Linked DNA regions of Muntiacus reevesi: region 2 is linked to region 1. The links are chromatin contacts, called in public Hi-C maps. All regions are on one chromosome and are shown on one strand. Each heading gives the region's core, a stretch centred on a gene start, on an enhancer-like site or on the middle of the called end of the contact. The rest is flanking DNA. Distances are from core to core; before and after follow the strand shown. Region 1 holds the start of ADCK2 (aarF domain containing kinase 2). Region 2 holds the start of MRPS33 (mitochondrial ribosomal protein S33).

What was found. A called contact is a pair of places that touch in the nucleus more often than the background predicts.
Region 2: a contact with region 1 is called in a Hi-C map of blood, with 4 times the contacts expected there. The contact joins the promoter of MRPS33 here to the promoter of ADCK2 in region 1. A contact is called at or near these places in 2 of 3 Hi-C or Micro-C datasets (blood and muscle).

Annotation. Positions count from the first base shown.
Region 1 is chr6:98,559,849-98,564,264 of mMunRee1.1, forward strand. It overlaps ADCK2 (aarF domain containing kinase 2), which reads left to right and starts at 2,069. Exons shown (of 8, transcript XM_065939498.1): 1 at 2,069-3,365. The coding sequence starts at 2,433.
Region 2 is chr6:98,822,974-98,827,389 of mMunRee1.1, forward strand. It overlaps MRPS33 (mitochondrial ribosomal protein S33), which reads right to left and starts at 1,974. Exons shown (of 3, transcript XM_065939624.1): 1 at 1,891-1,974.

The DNA of each region.
Region 1 (4,416 bases), core at 819-3,318:
TTCTCCATCTTCGGCTGCAAAGAATATAATTAATCTGATTTCGGTATTGACCATCTGGTGATGTCCATGTGTAGTGTCATCTCTTGTGTTGTTGGAAGAAGGTGTTTTCTATGACCAGTGGGTTCTTTTGGCAAAACTCTGTTAGCCTTTGTCTTGTTTCATTTTGTGCTCTGAAGCTTGGAGGGTATAGTTAATGGCTGGCCATACTTGAAACCAGCGGAGTTAGGTATGACTTCTGTCTTGGGAACTTCAAAAGGGTCTGTACATCTTGGGAAATGGGAGTTGGATTATTAGTTGGCAGTGCAGGAGTCCCCAAGTTTTCCTGCACTCCTTAGGCTGTTAGTGGCAGTCACAGTTCCAGCAGAAGGCATGGGCCACGTCTCCAGGGTCTTTCCACTTGTGAGTCCCTGGCAGACTTCTCTGGAAGGCTGTCACTCACGTGGAGATAAAGGGTCATGAATGTAGAGGTGACTGTGGTACCCCAGTGCAGGCAGCCTCCAAGTCCCAAAGAGCAGAGCAGAAGACCGCTGGCCTTCCCTGGCTGTCCTGGCTGATTTCCAAGCTCTGCTCCGCTCCTCTTTGCTTGGTAGAGCTATCTGGCCTTCTTCTGGTTCTTGACAGTTAAACAAACTCCCCCTGAACCTCACACCAAACACCTTCCTATTTGGGGGCTTAATTATTTCTGTGGCTGAATACCCTCCCACCCGTACCACCCTCCCCTCTTCTCCCAAGTAGCTGCCATCCTGGGGGTTCTCATTGCCCAAATTTTGGCTCTGTGCACCAGTGCCAAACAGAAATATGGAGACAATTATGGAGGAGAAGGAAAGAGTGGCTTTATTACTTTGCCAGTCAAAGGGGGAATACAGTAGGCTAGCGCCTCAAAAACTGTGCCCCCCTCCCTGGTAAACAAGGAGGGGTTATATAGTCTGGCAAGGGTACCTGAGAAGGATCAAGATGGTAACGTTCTTCTGCAAAGTTTCAAAAGGGTGAGGTTGCTGACAAGGTTAGGGTGTGCATCGGCTCGAAATGGTTAGGTCTCCTAATTCTTGATGGCCCTTTAATCTTGCCTCAGGTGGTTTCCTGGCTGCTCCTCCCTTGATTAGCAACTGTTCTGCCCTTTGGGACTCAGAGAAGGTCATGGAGGCTGGAGTCTTGCCTACAAGAAACGGGGGACAAAGAGACCTTCGTGTCCAGGAGACCCGCAGGGCGCAGCTCGGCATCGTCCCCATTGTTCCCTTTCTTCACGGTGGGATCTTCCTCAAAAGTGATGAGCCTACAAGGTCAGGATGTGTGTTTCCATGTTCCCAGGACCTTGCACGGTAGATATTATTGAGCCTCGATAAATATTAGATTGAGTTTAAGAAACATACTTGGTTGAATGAATGAGCACTCCGGAGCCACAGCCCCGGAGTCCAAACACGTTCTCCAAATCAGGGCAGCCTGGGAATCCCGCCGTCCAAGGACAACACCCCCCACCCCACTCCTCCCACCAACCCTCCCGTTCCCGCTCAATTGAAAACCAGACCTGTGTTCAGGAAACGGCTGTCAATTTACCCAACGTTCCCGCGTTTCCACGCTCTTTGTAAGGAAAGCTACCATGTCATTGGAGAGACGGACGCACAGTGGAGCGACTGGGTGTGGAGGGCGCGTTTGGGGTTAATTCTATTTGGGGGGCCCCAGGACCCGAGGGCCGGGTGGGTCTCAGCCGGAGTCTGGGTCGCGTTCGCTTTAAAGGGGCGGTTCCCGAGCCGGCGGGCAGGCGGTCCCGGAAGACGCGCGTCGCGCGGCCTGGGCGTCGGAATCCCAGCTCTCCGGCCCCCCCAGTCCCGATTCCTGGTCCTCCGACCCCCGACCCCCCTAGTCCCGATCCCCGGTCCTCCGCTCCGCTACCCTCCGCTCTCCTTCCCCGCCCCTGGCGCCCAGACCTCCAGTGCCCTTGGGACCTCGGCTCTCTGGAGCCCCCACCCGACTCCTCCCCACCGCGCGCTCGCGCCCCGGTCCTCGGCCGTTCGCGCTGCCCCCGCCCCCGGCCCCAGCTCTCCACCCCTCGCCTTATCTGGTTCTTCCTCACCCCCACCAGGCTCTCCGCGCCGCGGCCCTCCGATCGGTCCCCCTCGCGCCCCTCCGCGCAGCCCCGCTGCGTCCGGGCCCTCGGCGGGTGCACTCTGGCGCCGGCGGGCGTGCGCGGTGACCCTGCGGTCGCCGGGCTCGGTCTCCGCCCGCGCGGCCACCTCGCGCAGGTCACGTCCCTGTCCTGGGGACTGCACACGGGCGGCCAGGTCTGCGCGCCCCCTTCATCTCGCTGCTGCCCGGCTGTTTAGCGGAATATTCAGCGGAGACCCGGACTCATGTCCGCCTTGCGAAAAGAAGGAACATAGATGGGCCCTCCTTAAGTGGAGGCAGGCAGCCGAGGCCGTGACCTCTGGGAGAGGATGGTGACCCCCTGGCGCTTCTCTCTCAGGGTCTGCTTGGCGCACTTGAGAGGTTTTGCGCTCAGAAAGGAACTCGGCCTTCTGAGACCCTCTGAGGGCTGTCGCAAGGCTAGACTCTGTTGGCTTCTGCTTGGCACTTTGCCCAAGCTCGTCTCCACCTATGAGGACAGTGGCGAGGGGTCTCCGGAGGGCGTACGTCGGCCGAAGACCAGTTGGAGTGACCTGGCTGAAAATGGGCCGCTGGAGAGAGTCCCTCCGGAGGGGCGGCTGGGCTGGCTCCTCCTGCACGTGCGCATCTGGCTCAGAGCAGGGGCCCTCTTGGTGAAATTCTTCCCCCTCCTCCTACTCTATCCCCTCACCTACCTGGCTCCCAGTGTCTCCAGTCTCTGGCTCCACCTGCTTCTGAAAGCCACCGAGACCTCAGGCCCCACCTACATCAAGCTGGGCCAGTGGGCCAGCACCCGGCGGGATCTCTTCTCAGAGGCGTTCTGCGCCCAGTTCTCCAGGCTGCACGTCCAGGTCTCGCCCCATCCTTGGACTCACACCGAACACTTCCTGCGCCAGGCCTTTGGGGAGGACTGGGGGAGGGTCCTCTGCTTTGAGAAGCAGGAGCCAGTGGGTTCTGGCTGCGTGGCCCAAGTGTACAAAGCGCGTGCCAATCCTGCCTTCCTGGAGAAGGACAGCATCCAGAGACTGGCCACGGCCTCTAGACTGCAGCTCTCCTTGGAAACTGGGGCAGGTGGGGGGCTGGACAAGCTCCCTGGACACCTGGGGAAGGCGGGCAGGCCTCAAGAGAGTCTTGCCGACCAGTCATTTGTAGAAAGGCTGCTCTTCCCTAAAGCGGACCTGGTTGGATCCAATGCATCCTTGTCTCAGGCTTCAGGGCCCACCGGTGAACAGGAGCCAGATCACCTCGTCCCCGTGGCCGTGAAAGTAAGTGTTCTGATGCTTGCAGCCAGACCCTCCCATCTCTAAAACCTCACCAACTCCACGGAGCTACCCAGGTCAGGATACACCCCTTTGCAAATTACCCCACTTTGCCTTCCGTTGATTTCTTTCAGCTTGACCATTTTCTGGGTACCTGTGACACGCAAGCTGTTTGATTTCTTGGCTTGAAGGAGAGTGATGCGAATGGCCTGAAAAAGGAAGATGAAGAGGCTCTGGAGTTGGCTGTCTCTGCGGGGGGAGGACCCATCATCCATCCAACTCACCTCTTGGCTCTGGGGTCGGGATAAATGGGAGACAGACTAGGTTAGGTGTGCTATGGCGAGTCCAAGAGGGCAGTGTTCATTTTTACATCAGCTTCCTTCTCTTCATTTCCAGTCACCTCTGCCCGGCTCCATCATCTCTCCTCTCCACACCTTTCCATCCCTGATCCGAACACCCCCAGGAGAACTAGTGGATGCTTGTAGCCAATACCCTGGTGCTCTCACCCTCACAGAAAAATCCCTCCCAAGGGTGCCTCACTGAGGCACCTAATTTCCAAGGCTGAATCCTAATTTCCAAGGGGAGAGTCCGATCTGGCTTTTTTATAAATGCTGCAAATGAATTGAAACATCAGGCATGTTTAGGAAACACCTGTCCAAAGTATCTTGAAGTTTCCCTTTGCTCTGTGGGAGACTAAAGTAGTAGATGCCTGCTGTATACCAGGAAATGTGTCCCCTTAATTTAATCTGTAAGAGGTGCCTGAGGTGGGCATTTTTTTTAAAACAGGTTTAAAAAAATTTTTTTGCTTATTTACTTGGGTGTGCTGGTTCTTAGCTGTGGCACGCGGGATCTCCTTCTCCCACCAAGGGTTGAACCTGGGCCCCCTGCATTGGGAGCCCAGAGTCTTAGCCACTGGACCGCCAAGAAGTCCCTGTACTAGTTTTTCTTACATGTTTATTTACATTCCACTTTATTCTGAAAAGGATTTGTGGTGGAGGTAGAGGCTGTTATCTGCGTGTTTTTTTTTTTTTTTTTATCTGCGTGTTTTAAATGATGG
Region 2 (4,416 bases), core at 724-3,223, 260 kb after region 1:
TAGAGCCTGTGCTCTGCATCAGGAGAAGCCGCCACAATGAGAAGCCCGAGCACTGCTATAGAGGAAAGTCCACATGCAGCGATGAAGAACCAGTGCAGCCACACGAGAAAATACACAGAAAGATTTGTTAAAACAAAAAGAAGAATCCTATGGAAATGGTCCTATCACAAACTCCAAGTCCTAGAACTTTTCTGATGGAGAAAGAGAATAAGTCTTTCCAAACCTGAAACATTTACTAGAAACAAAGAAGCATTTGCTAAATAGAAGCAAACAAAATGGCTGTAACAATTACCAGTTACTGCTTTGTAGCCTCTTACAGAGCACAGACCTATATGTTCCTGATGAAGGATGGCATAAGTGCTAGGTAATCCTTTCTTTCATATAGACTAAATCATCTCAAAAGTTCTGCTGTCCATAAACACTGGTCCTGAGACTGGCAAACTGCTGCTCTTTACTAACTTTGATTTCTTTCTTTTTTTAACATTGGGAAAGCCTTACCTAGGACTTTTCAGGATTCTCTATGTCCCTTTACAGAAACTGTCAACTTTATCTTAAACACAAACAAACAAACAAGAACATGATTACTGTGTGAAAGACGTTAAGGTAAAAGGCAAGCAAATTAGATTTTTATCCACACGAGGCCACTTAAAATATCAAATTTTCTTTAAATGTGAACTAAATAAAACAGCATCATGAAGAAAAATTACCTGGATTGAAGATGCTAAGTAAAAACGAATTACTGAAATGTGCTGGAGCAAGACATGTTAAGCTCACAGGAGAAAATGTCCATATTTTTGCTTTAGCATATAAGGGTAAGTTTCTGTATCTTTCTGATAGGTCTGATGCAGTAAAAAGATCAGGTCTGTACAGTAACTGGCTTTGGATTATGTTTGCCTTTTTTCTTTGAAAAGTGTGGATGATGTGCAAGAGTTCTTCTGATCCATAGTCAGAGGCTTATCCATTGCGCCACGGGCCCCCTGCTGTGCAAGAGTTCTTAATCTGGGTATTCCTCAGTGTGGTGAATCTCGGGGAGCTGTATTTAGAAGCATATGCTGAAACGTGTGTGTGTGTAAATTCTGCTGCAGAGGCAGGCTTCTTAAAAACCACTGGTTAGTGGACAGCGCCAGCTTTGGAGTACAAAGGCTGGCTGGAATTTTGCCTTTGCACTTTAATGGTCTTATCGTGTTTGTAGTAGTATGTATTCTTTGCTTTCCTTTTCTCATCTACTACAGGACAGTTATACTATCTCACTGCCTTGCCAGGGTGACAGGCAGAAATCATGGCACAATGACTGACCGAATAGTCATCAGGCAAGGAAGTCGCAGACTGTGCACACGTGTTTCACACACACACATAAAACCAATCTAGACACAATGCTTTATTATTTTTAAAGCTTGGTGCTGATTATTTTACTGGGTCTCAGAGACATGAACGGCTCTGAATGTACGCCAAGCTTTACTCATTTCAACAAGAACATTCCCAACCCGCTCCAACTGCCTGGATCACACCTCCCTCCTGTGATGGAAGCAACAGTGTCAAGCTGGGCTTTTCGCTAATATATTTAAGCTGATACAACTTATCTGCATTACCCCCGACTTCCACACACCTAAAGCCGACTGATGAGCATAGAAACCGAGACTTGAATGCTGCCTGATCAGAGTAACTGGGCCGGAGAGGAAACTGCGCTAGAGCCCTTCGTTTGGTAAATTCGCCAAGTTAAGCAGAAGGCCAAACTGTTTAGATGATACCTGTTAAATCTCCGAGATGGTTAATGAAATAGACTTGTCCTATTCTTGGCGACTCTACAAGGTTGGAGACCCCCGCTCGGTCTCTAAAGCCATCGCCCACAACTCACTACAGAGCCCCGCTAAAAGTCACACACGGCCTTACCTACTCGTGACCTTCTCTCCTGTGAGCCCTTTTCCCGGAAGGCCGGCCCCCAGCCCGCCCCCAAGCGCCCGCCTGAGACTCCAGCGGAGAGCAGTAGAGAAACGGAAGCGTGGTGGCTAGAGAGGAGTCTTAGGGAAAGACCCGGAACGCTTAACGTCGTACCTGGCGCCTGCGCAGTGAGAACAGCGCCTCCAGGTGTGCGGAGGACTGACGGGCACGCAGGTTCAGGTGCGAGAGGCCTGGTTTTCATGGACTGTCCTGCAGGGTTCGCTAGTTGTATTTTGCTGGAAATGGCTCTAGCGCGGATCTCCCAGCCTCTGAAGTAGTGTTTATACGAGTTCGTTGTCGGGGAGAATGAAATGCGTTTTTTCTTTTTCTCGTTCCGCTTTGTTTGTGTGTATTTTCTTTCTCTTTTCATCCAGCTTAGGCCTTGACGTGCTCCAAGCGCACTGCTTGACTTTAGGGCCTGAGGAAACTTCTGACTCACCAGGAGTGCCATTCCCCTCCCTCCGGGAGGCTCTTCTTCATACCCCTTTGATGGGTTAGGGGCGCTGTTTGGAGCACTCTCTCTCTCTCTCTTTCCACCCAATCCCCTGAATCTTCTTCAGAGAGTAGACGGGGTGTCTGTCTGACTCCTCACAGTATTTCACTCCGTGAGAGATCTGCTTTCAAGCAAGCCACATAGGCATTGAACTGAAGCATTTGTTGAATGTTTGATAGTTCAACTGAAAACACTACTTATTTTCTGAGCATTATTCAAGGCCTGTCATAAATACTCTAAAAATGTACCCTGGGAAAATGCAAATCAACAGCGTGCTATATACCTAGATACCCTCTTCCCTTCTACAGAACGTTGTATTATTAACTTAGGTTTTGACTTCATATCAATATGTGCTTTAGAGTTTGTTTCTATCAAGTTAAGTTTTGACATACTATCAACCTATGATAACAAGTAGCCTTGTTAACTTGGGTCTGGCTTAAGAAGTTGTCCCAGGGTGTAATAGTATAGTATGTATAACTCAGTCCAAAAAATATACTGGGTAGGAATTTCACCTTGTCTTGGCTTGTTGGCTTCCCCTGAATATTGGCTGTTAGAAAGTTTAAAACCAAATTTGCAATGGACTCATGGCAAGAGCTATTATGTGTGTATTTCCATAAACAAATGTAAATCTTGTTGGCTCTGTTTTGTGTGTCTTCGATTTTCCCTTTTTTTTGACCTATTTATTAGTTGTGTTATCAGAATGTTTTGTGAATCTCTGTCAGCTATCAAAATTTTTCTTAAAACGTAACAAGGCTTGCAGGTGGCTGTGTACTCTGGGGCACTTTACACTATGACTCCTATTAAGTCAATTTCATAGGGATCATACTATTTTCTAGAGCCTGCTGTAACAAAATACCACAAGTTGGTGGCTTCAAACACCAGAACTTTATTCTCTCACAGTTCTGGAGACCAGAAATCCAAAATCAGTATCCTCGAGACAAAACCAAGATGTTGGCAAGGCTGTGCTCCTTTCTGAGGCTCTGGAATAGAATAATTTCTTTGACTCTTCCAGCTTCTGGTGGTTGCTGGCATTCATTGACTTATGGCCACATCATTCCAGTCTTCAAGGCCAGAATCTTCAAATAGCTCTCTGCTTCCTCTTTATATCACCTTCTTCTTGATGTGTATCAGACCTCCTACTGCTTTTCTCTTAGAGGGATTATGTGTAATTGCATTTAGGGCCCACTTGATAACCCAGGATAATCTCCCCATCTCAAGATTCTTAATTTATTCACATCTGCAAGGGTCCCTTTCCCATATATAGTGGGATTCACACCTTCTAGGGATTAGGACTGGCAACCTCAGGGGGACATTTTCCTGTCTACCACAGAGTTAGAAACAGGAAGTCTATGATACTGATTTGTAGAATCTGTTACTGGCCAAAGGGGAAGTTTAAATATTAGGGCAGTTAAACTAATGGAACAGAATAAAATTTAACCTCCTGTGGACATGAACTTCCAGACCTTTGCTTACCCACTTGTACGTCCAAGCTAAAGCTTCCTTAAAGACACTTGTTACAGGTAGAAATTGCCTTATGTATTTCTCTTTTCTGAAACCCAAACTTTTAAAATTGTGGGTTATGAATCACTAGTTGGTTGTGAAATCAATTCAGTGAGTCATGAGCAGCATTAAAAGATGTTGGAGTAGGAACTATCAAAGTGCTTCGCATGTAGTAAGGGTAATTATTGTTTCATGAAACAATATGTATGTATGTATTGGATCATGATATAAATATACTGCTTACTCTAGGCTTGTAGAAGGCATTTGCTGTAGGCAAATTCATTATTCATCATACTCTATGGCAAGTTTTCCTTGCTGTTGCAGCCGGAATTAAAGTTGACATCAATTGAAGTTCTTATTGTGTGAAATAGTCCATGGGGCAGGTGGATACCTACTCCCTCAAGTATAAGTTAATTTACAGAGCCTTATTTCTATAAGTGTTCTTCCCCAATGTTGGGTAGGTTCTTTTATCTTATTTCTACATT